Linked DNA regions of Gossypium hirsutum: region 2 is linked to region 1. Evidence: chromatin contacts called from public Hi-C data. All regions are on one chromosome and are shown on one strand. The core of a region is the stretch at or near the end of the contact, and the rest is flanking DNA. Distances in the headings are between cores, read along the strand shown. Region 1 holds the start of LOC107896645 (AAA-ATPase At1g43910). Region 2 has its middle 4.9 kb from the start of LOC107896637.

Evidence for each region. A called contact is a pair of places that touch in the nucleus more often than the background predicts.
Region 2: a Hi-C map of leaf shows a contact between it and region 1, with 1.6 times the contacts expected there. The contact joins the enhancer-like site here to the promoter of LOC107896645 in region 1. A contact is called at or near these places in 5 of 34 Hi-C or Micro-C datasets (all in leaf).

Annotation. Positions count from the first base shown.
Region 1 is chrA11:26,275,655-26,279,958 of Gossypium_hirsutum_v2.1, forward strand. LOC107896645 (AAA-ATPase At1g43910) reads left to right here and starts at 1,424. Exons shown (of 4, transcript XM_041081490.1): 1 at 1,424-1,645.
Region 2 is chrA11:26,330,452-26,334,905 of Gossypium_hirsutum_v2.1, forward strand. No RefSeq gene overlaps it. Among protein-coding and RNA genes, the nearest start is that of LOC107896637, 4.9 kb to the right of the region's middle. Within about 2 kb of position 1,615, at least 7 of the 9 cell types and tissues checked have an H3K27ac peak or open chromatin away from gene starts, as enhancers often do. A contact at or near this core is called in leaf, where this site is marked.

The DNA of each region.
Region 1 (4,304 bases), core at 174-2,673:
AAGACGCTGAGATAGATTCCTTCTACTCCAAGTGAATTGCGGACCACTATAACCCAAATCCCGAATCTTATAGTGAACCAAGAATGACTGAACCCACTTGCAACCAAGTCGTGTCTAAGAAGCACTTCCAACCCTTTTCGACCCATTTAACACCAAGTTAAAATCACCAGCAATTAGCCATGGTTCAGAAATTGAGTTCGCCTTAACACCTAAAATATACCAGAAATCTTTCTTTCGCCTTTACTGTGGACTAGCATAAACCGTAGTGCAAAGGAAACTATTAAGAGTCATTCTCGCTACAAACCTTTATATGAACCATTTGAGGGTGAACAGCTAGAATATCAATTGAAACCATCTCACTTCAAAGGATCCAAATACAACCGTTAAAACCATTAGCTTCAATCCTACATGATCGGGCCATTCCGATTTGAGAAATAATTCTGTCAGCACGTGCACCACTCGTTCAGGTTTCAAAAAGACAAATAATCTCTGGTTAAAACTCCCTTCGATACTCAAAAACAAAGTTATAGAAACTTCGATGACCCTCACCTTAAAAATTCAAAAAAATGATTTTTGTATCCATGTATAAAATAACAAAAGAGAAACCCAATAGCAACAAAAATGTTAGCAGCTAACTTTGGCGTTAGTCGAATCCAATTGACCCATCGGTTCATCATCTTCTGGGTTTTCAGCTAAAATCTCCATGGTTACATGACCCTACTCCAGCCCATAAATTATACCCTCCATAGCTGCCACTAAATCCACAGTATCTGCTGGCGATTTACTTAACTCATCAGGTGGTTTGCGACGTTGTGAATCCCCTTCGGCTAGTAATAAAACTGACAGTCCTTCGACCTAACCGTTAGAAGCTACTCCAAACCGAAAGACCCCATTTTCAATACCCAAATCCATGCCCAAACTTTCCCTGCACAAACCCCTTTTTTTTTTCACTGCGTACTGCCCAAAACGTTTGATGCCTCGATTTATCAAGCTTGGCTATTAAGGATACTGGGTGAAATCCCACAATATGGTCTCCCCCAGTAGATTTGGTGTTAACCGTTCCAATAACCTCCGTGGGTCGCAAATCCATTCTATTTGAAGCCCCCACATTATCACTAATGGGTCTAAAAACTTTCAGGCCCACTTTGGAACCATTTCCATGAATAACACCCTTACCTTTAGAGGTGTGCATGGGCCGGACCGCCCGGCCTGACCCGGCCCGAAGGCCCGCCCTAAAAATAGGAGGGTTCGAGTAAAAATATAGGTCTGAAAAATGAGCTTAGACAAAAAATGAGGCCCGTTTAAAAACGGGCCGAGCCTCGGGTATAATTTTTTTGACCCGAGCCCGGCCCGATTTTAATATTAAATTATTTTTTATTTTTTTATTTTTAATTTTTTAAGTAACTTCACTCTTTGATATTTTTGTTTAGTTGCTGCTGCTGCCTTCCTTCTCTTATTTCCATTTCCATTTCCAAAACTCAAATCCCTAGCTCACCACCACCTCCACCGTCCAGTTGTCCGTCGGCCGATCCACCTCTTAGCCTCAAGCTCAGCTCAGCAGCTTCTTCATTTTTGCTTCTTCATTTGCAGTCTCGGTAGCCGATCCAGTTGTCTTTCAGCTTCTTCATTTGCTGTCTTCTTCAAGGTAAGCTTCATTTTCTTCTCCTTCACTGCTGCCGTGTTTCTTATTGTAATTTTCTTGATGAAAATACTGAAGGAAAATAGATAAAATGAAATAAATAATGAACACAAAATGGGATTTATCTAATCTGGAAAAGTTGATTTCCACTACAAAATGTTGCAGTAAAGTAAGAACGGAATAATTGTAACTAAAAGCAAAAATATATAAACACATGCAATTCAAGTCACTGGACACACACAAGGGTAGGCAAACATGGGATTTAGTTCCTTAAGCAGACTAATCTACTTATTAACTTATTAATCTATTGCTTTGCTTGATATTGCATTTGTTCCTTAAGCAGACTAATCTACTTTTAGCACATAAAGTGCGCCTTGGTGCCCTTGATATTTCTACAATATTTTGTACCCCAAGAGACCATTAAGTAATATTACGTTCAAAGCAAGAAAAACTATATCTCTGTAGCTTTAGCACATTCTCCACTTCTTTCATTTCTCACATTTTAATCTTATACTTATTTCTTAATTTATCATTTTCATTTTATTTTATTTAAAAAATTATTCTTAAACTTAAATGGTAGCTTTTTAATTCAAAAATAATCTGATCTTTTCTATAAATTAATAACAAAGTGAATAAATAAAAATTAATATAATTCAAAGTCTAATTCGAAGACAACTATTGCACTGGGTCCAGACCATAGGCTCATATTCAATATTAGAAGTCTCCAATTCTAATCCATCTACAAAAATTAGACACAAATCAAACAGATACACAGCTTTGTTACTATAATTAAAATCAGTACGAAGACCATATGCTCAATAAAACCTTCATTGAAAGGCCTAAAACCCATACTAACATAAATACCAAAGAACATATAGGCTAAACCAAATGCCTATGATAAAAACACCATAGAACGTTCTTATGGTTTTCATGATCCTTAAAATTCATATCATAACTAAAGGTTACAGGAAATAATTGAACACCTCAATGGAACTTTTTTCACTCCAAAATGCTTCAAACTTATCAAATTTATGCAAAATTTTAAAAAATTTTATTTAATAAAAAAGTCAAAAAAATGACCGGGCCGAGCTCGGGCCTACCATTTTTTCCCCGGGCCGGGCTTGGACAAAATTTTAAGCCCATATTTCGGGCTGGGCCTAGAAAACGGGCCTAAAATTTTTTGTGAGCCCGGCCCGGCCTATGCACACCTCTACTTACCTTTAGCATTCGGTTTATTCTTCCTTAGGCCAGCAATTCGTTTTGTGGAATACACCATATTTCCACTCTCATGGCCATTTAGTTCCTCTGTCGGTTTTTCAACAATATTCAAAGATTCATCATCAATCACCATATTTTTCTCCAAAACAACAAAGCGTGATTGATCTAGAATCACTCTTTGACCTATGCTCCTTGTCTCCCCCTACTTCGGCCTCTTCCTTTGTCGATGCTCTACCAACATCCATGGGCCAAAGTCCTCCACATCAACTCTTTTTTGAAGCTTTAATTTCTTGTAATACCCTGAACCCGTATCCATCGCCAGAACAGGGTTACGGAGTATTATCAGACTTATAACTTAATCAATCAAACATCTCATGCATATATTTCATTCAATTCACAAATTATTCATAAACATTTATATGGTCCTTATTATAAGCCCTTGAAGGTCCAAAATAATCATTAAAATTAGTTCGAGGCTAAACCGGATACTCAAGAAATTTTTTAAAAAACATAGAAATTTTTCAAAGATGCAAGGGATACCCGCCCGTGTGGCAAGGCCGTGTGAGCGACATGCCCGTATCTTAGGCCGTATGGATATTCAATGTGAGGCACACGACCGTGTCCCAGCCCCTGTCCATACCTGTGTAACTCTCTGACTTGGGTCACACGGCCAACTACACGCTCGTGTGCTAGGCCGTGTGAAAATGTAAAATTCACAATTTAGGTGCAGAGGTTACACGGCCAAGTCACACGCCCGTGTGCTAGGCTGTGTGTGACACACGGCTGAGACACATGCCCGTGTCACTACCCGTGTGAAATTACTTGAGTATTTTGTTTCTATATTTAAGTATACAGGGGACACACGGCCAAACCGCATGCCCATGCGCATGACCGTGTGTCACACATGGTTGAGACATACGCTCGTGTCTCCGCCCGTGTGGAAAAAAATAAACTATTTTCCAAGCCTTATTTCTCACCCAATTTGATACCAACCTAAAATTAAACTTAAAACATGTATCATCATCACATACAACATTGAATTTGTTAAAATGCACATTCTTCATTTATCATTCATATCAACTCATTTAAGTAACATCATTTTCAACATAGTATAAAATGTCACTAACTTTGAGTATGGGATTCTCACTTTGAGTATGGGATTCTCACTGGATGCCGAGTCCAATTCTACTATATATCTAACCTGCAACATGTAAATCAATTTATCATTAATAGGTTTCATTTATTAGCTAAACACAATTCCCACATCTCTTAATATTAAATTCTAACTTAGCCAAATAAGATTTCAATTCTCTCAATAATTCAAGTAACTTTATCATGAGATCAATTAACGATGTGGCACCCAGTGCCTAGCGATAAACTGCAGAAAAGGGTTGTGCCCAGCGCGAGTCAGATTATCAGACGGTAATGAAGGTGAGCTCAGCTCTAG
Region 2 (4,454 bases), core at 365-2,864, 55 kb after region 1:
AAAAATTTACATTAAGTCCTATGGCTTTATAACCAATTTAATACAATGTTATATTTTGCTACTGTCTAACATCTTTTCTGCTGCAGGTGGTGGTTGAGCGGTGGAGCAAAGGCGGTGGCAGGGATTAGGGCGGTAGCAGTGGCAAGTGGTTGTCAGAAGCTAGGGTTTTTTTGTTTTTTCTGAAAAAGTTTAGGTTTTGGGCTTTGTATTTTGGGCTAGGGTTTTCTTGATTTGGGTCTTTTTGTTTGGTAATTGGGTTACTACTTTTATTTGATATTTGAGCTTTTGGTTTTTATATTTTATGGGCCTGGGCATAATTTAGGTTGTACAGTAATATTTTTATTTTATTATTTTAATTTATATAAATTTAAATATTATAATATTTTGTTATATTTTAATATTTTTAAAATTATAAAAAAATAAAGATGTTAAGGGTAAGATGGTACATTAACAAATTAAACTTATTTTCTTCTTTTTTAACATTAATCTCATTATAGGTTGTTTATCATATATATATTTTTTTAATCTTTTTGATACAATATCAAGGATTACTCATAACCCCTTCTCAACTCTTGAGGATAATGTGCTTTAGCGCATTCAAGTTCATGTCCTCCTATACTTAAGGATGAGCGTTCGATCGAATCAAAACGAATGAAAAAAAAATTCGAGTTAATCAAGTTAATGAATTCTATTTTATCATCCCAACTCTATTTGAAATTTTCTCAAATCGAATCAAGTGAGATAAAATTCAAATCAAATATATTTGCTTGAGTCAAATTTAAAAAATAACTTTAGTTTGTTTCGAAATCAATTAGGGATGAAACGTCTTAAAGTCTTCAATTAATTATTTTAAGCACAATTTCAAAATTTATTAAAAGCAGGATACAAATAAAAAGTTGTTATTCCAACTTAAATAATAAGCAAAAAGTAGGGACATTGATGCTTATCAGCGAACTGCAATAGCAAAAAAATTATGGGGTTACCTTTCATTCTAAAATTTGAAGAAAATATCCACAAGATCGAGATTTTCTCGATTCAACGGCAATCCTCGAATTTACATAAATTGACTGGCAAAAATAATTGATCGAACTAGTAAATTAAAAAATTATTAAACTTCAAGTCTTGATTCTCATAATAAAATATAATAAAAACGAAAAAAAAACACAAAAAGAAATTAATGCAATGACCAAAGAAGTCAATTACTGCTCTTTTTCTACTGAGCAAATTTGCGATTTGTTAGTTCGTGAGTGAAAAAGGTAATAAACCGAACATGTAGCAATCCCACAAATCTAAAATAAAAGCGAAAGTGTTTCATAGCCAAATCTAGATTGTTGGGTTTGGGGTCGAGGAGAGATGCAAAAAGGTCGAGGTGAAGAGTGGAGACTGAAGAGAACAGAGCAGCCAAAAGGAACACCAGTTTCGAAGATCCTAGGGCAATTTGTTTTGTAGCAGCAGCAACATCAACAACCTTTGTTACAGCAACAACTTTTACAGCAACAGTATAAACAACACCTAGTACCCACAGCTAAAGTGATGGACAGGGAGACCGGAGACGGGTGAGGGATTTGCCTAACCTTAGAAACTGATGAAGAAGAATTGAAGGATGGAGGGTTTGATTTAGGGATTTTGACTCAGGGATAGGAAATAGGAATGAGATTTTGATTTGGGGGAAAATGGTGGGGCAGGTGGGGGAAAGTCAAAAGGCTTGGAGGGGGAGTATAAAATAATTATTAATTAGACTACATAATATAAATTTAAAATTTAAAATTGTATAGTTTGATATTAGGTTTATTCGAATTATTTGAGTTATTTAAATTCAAAAATTCAACTCAAATCTAACTCAAAATTTGAAAAAGAATTGAAGGCAAATTAAATTTTGCTCACCCCTACTTGCAATGACAACAATATCAATGTCAAATGAGCTAAAATTCAATCAACAACACGTATTTTTAACTCATAGCAAACCCATTACTAGAAAAATAACATACATCACAATTTTCACGGCAATCACTTTAATGTAGTAACATCTATCCTTTATCCATAATGAGGAATATGACCATGGTTCGACATTTTATTATTTAAAATGTTTATATATTTTTTAATTTATTTATTTATGTAAATTTTTAATAATCCTTCTATCATCCTAGATATTTTCAATTTATTAGATTTATAACTCAGGCACTTACAAATGATTTATTTGATTTTTAAATATTTAGTATTTAACATTTCATAAAATAAATATTGTATTTTCATTTTCTTTGAATGAAATAAAAACAAAATAAAATTACTTAGAATTTTGAATTAAAAAGATGAGTCAAATTTGCACTCCAATAATTTTATTTTCAAAATGGCACTGTATGCTTTCTTATTTGTTCAAATATATTTTTAGTGTATGTATTTTCTATTAATTTTACTTTTAAAATCTAAAAAGCTCAATAATTATGGATGGGTCATTTATTTTATTTTTTTGGTAAAAGAAAAAAATTATAGATCAATTACAAAGGAGCAGTAAAGTCATAAAGCCAAATTTTGACCATAATTTCTAATTTGATGAGCAATTTCTGAAGGTAATTCCTTCAACCTAGCTAGAGTATGAGTAGCAGTATTTACCTCTCTCGAAACCTGTTGAATTTTACAAAATTCTTGAATTCTCAGAATCAATCCCCTATTTATTTGTTCTTGGAACCTACCATTAAAGGCTTCAACAGCTAAAGTATAATCTGATTTAACAATTATATTATTCCATTTAACAAATCAAGCCAATTGGAGACCATCATAAATCACTCGTAACTCAACTTATTCAACACTATATCTGCCAATATTTCTTCCAATCCCAAAAATCCATCTGATCATCCCTGGGATGAAATCATTTTTATTCTATTGATTTATGTGTTCTAAATAACATAGAGTACTACTCTATATATGATAGTTGGAATATAAATCAGTATTGCATATAAAGAGAATTAAGGTTCACAATAAAAAAAATACATTTATAATATAATATGTACAAATTTAATTAATTTAATAAAAAATTAAATATGTAATTGAATCAAAACAATGATCCAAACTTGTTTAAATAAATATAAAAGCCATAATAAGTGAAAATTGGTCTTTTGCTAGAATAAGCATTATATTATCAACTGATTTCACTCATAAAAAAATCTTAATAATTTGTTAAATTAAGAACAATAAAAAAATTAATTTTTTAATATAGCTTGAAAAATCTTAAATGGTAATATAATGTAAAAGAATTGGATATTTATAATTACACTTGTACATGTTATATTATAAAATAATGTAAATAATTGAATCAAATATTTTTAATTGTAAATATTAATTTATAAAAAAATTTAAAGTATAAAATAAAAATTAACTTTATAAATTAAAAATAATATTTCTTTTGTATAATTACAAGTGTCCTTGTCTGTTTTATGGTTTGAGTATGATCGTATTTGGTTAAGGGTGATATTTAGTTAGAGTTTTTTCAACAATGTTGACTCAAAGATTTGCACTTGATCCAAATACTTTCACTACTTAATTCTTCTAAATATTTGTTGGTAAATTAACATTTTAAATGTACTAGAAAAAGCTTAAAGAAAACAATTAATAAAAATGAAAGTTGACATTTTGTAATTTTTATTCTAAGCAAAAGAAAGAAGAGATATTAATTTAAAAATTACATTAAAAAGAATAAAGTAAATGATGATTTTGACAACAACAATATCTTATTAATTACAATGACTAAAGAGCACTGTGTTTATTGCCATACCTTTTGTATTGTTTCTCTTTTTTGCCTAGAAAAAGTTAATATTATTTCATAAGAAAGAAGAAACACTGTAAATTTACAATACACCTAGTTTAGCTCAAACAATGTAAACAATATACAATTAAAGTTCATATAATAATCAACCAAATAAATCCATGTAGTAGCATAGCCTCAAACATCATCCACACACCATTGCCTTCCACCCATATCTCTATTTATTTTACCTCAATTGTCAATTTAATAGTGTATCAGGTTTTCTTATATTTTTTTCTCATCACATAATTTTTACCAAATTTTCTTACATTTTCTAATCAACCAAACACCAAAAACATATATATATATATCGATTGCTTCCTTGTACAAAGTTTCTACCATTTTATCATCTTCAAGCTTTCAGTCTTCTTCTTTCTTCACCCGATTCTTTCCTTGTACAATGATGTGGAAAACTCAAAAAGATCTTTAATTAAAGAGAATGAATAAAAAAAAAAGAAAAGACAAAGAAAAATCTTCACTTTCATACAATGATAAAAAGATTCCTAAATCACAAATAATAATAATAATAATAATAATAATAATAAAGCACTTTTTGAAAAATGAAAAAGTAATTGACATCAGATTGTAGATTTGTTCAATTGAAATTTTTTAGCTCGTTTTCTTTTACTCTCTCTTTTCTTTGCTTAAGTGCCAA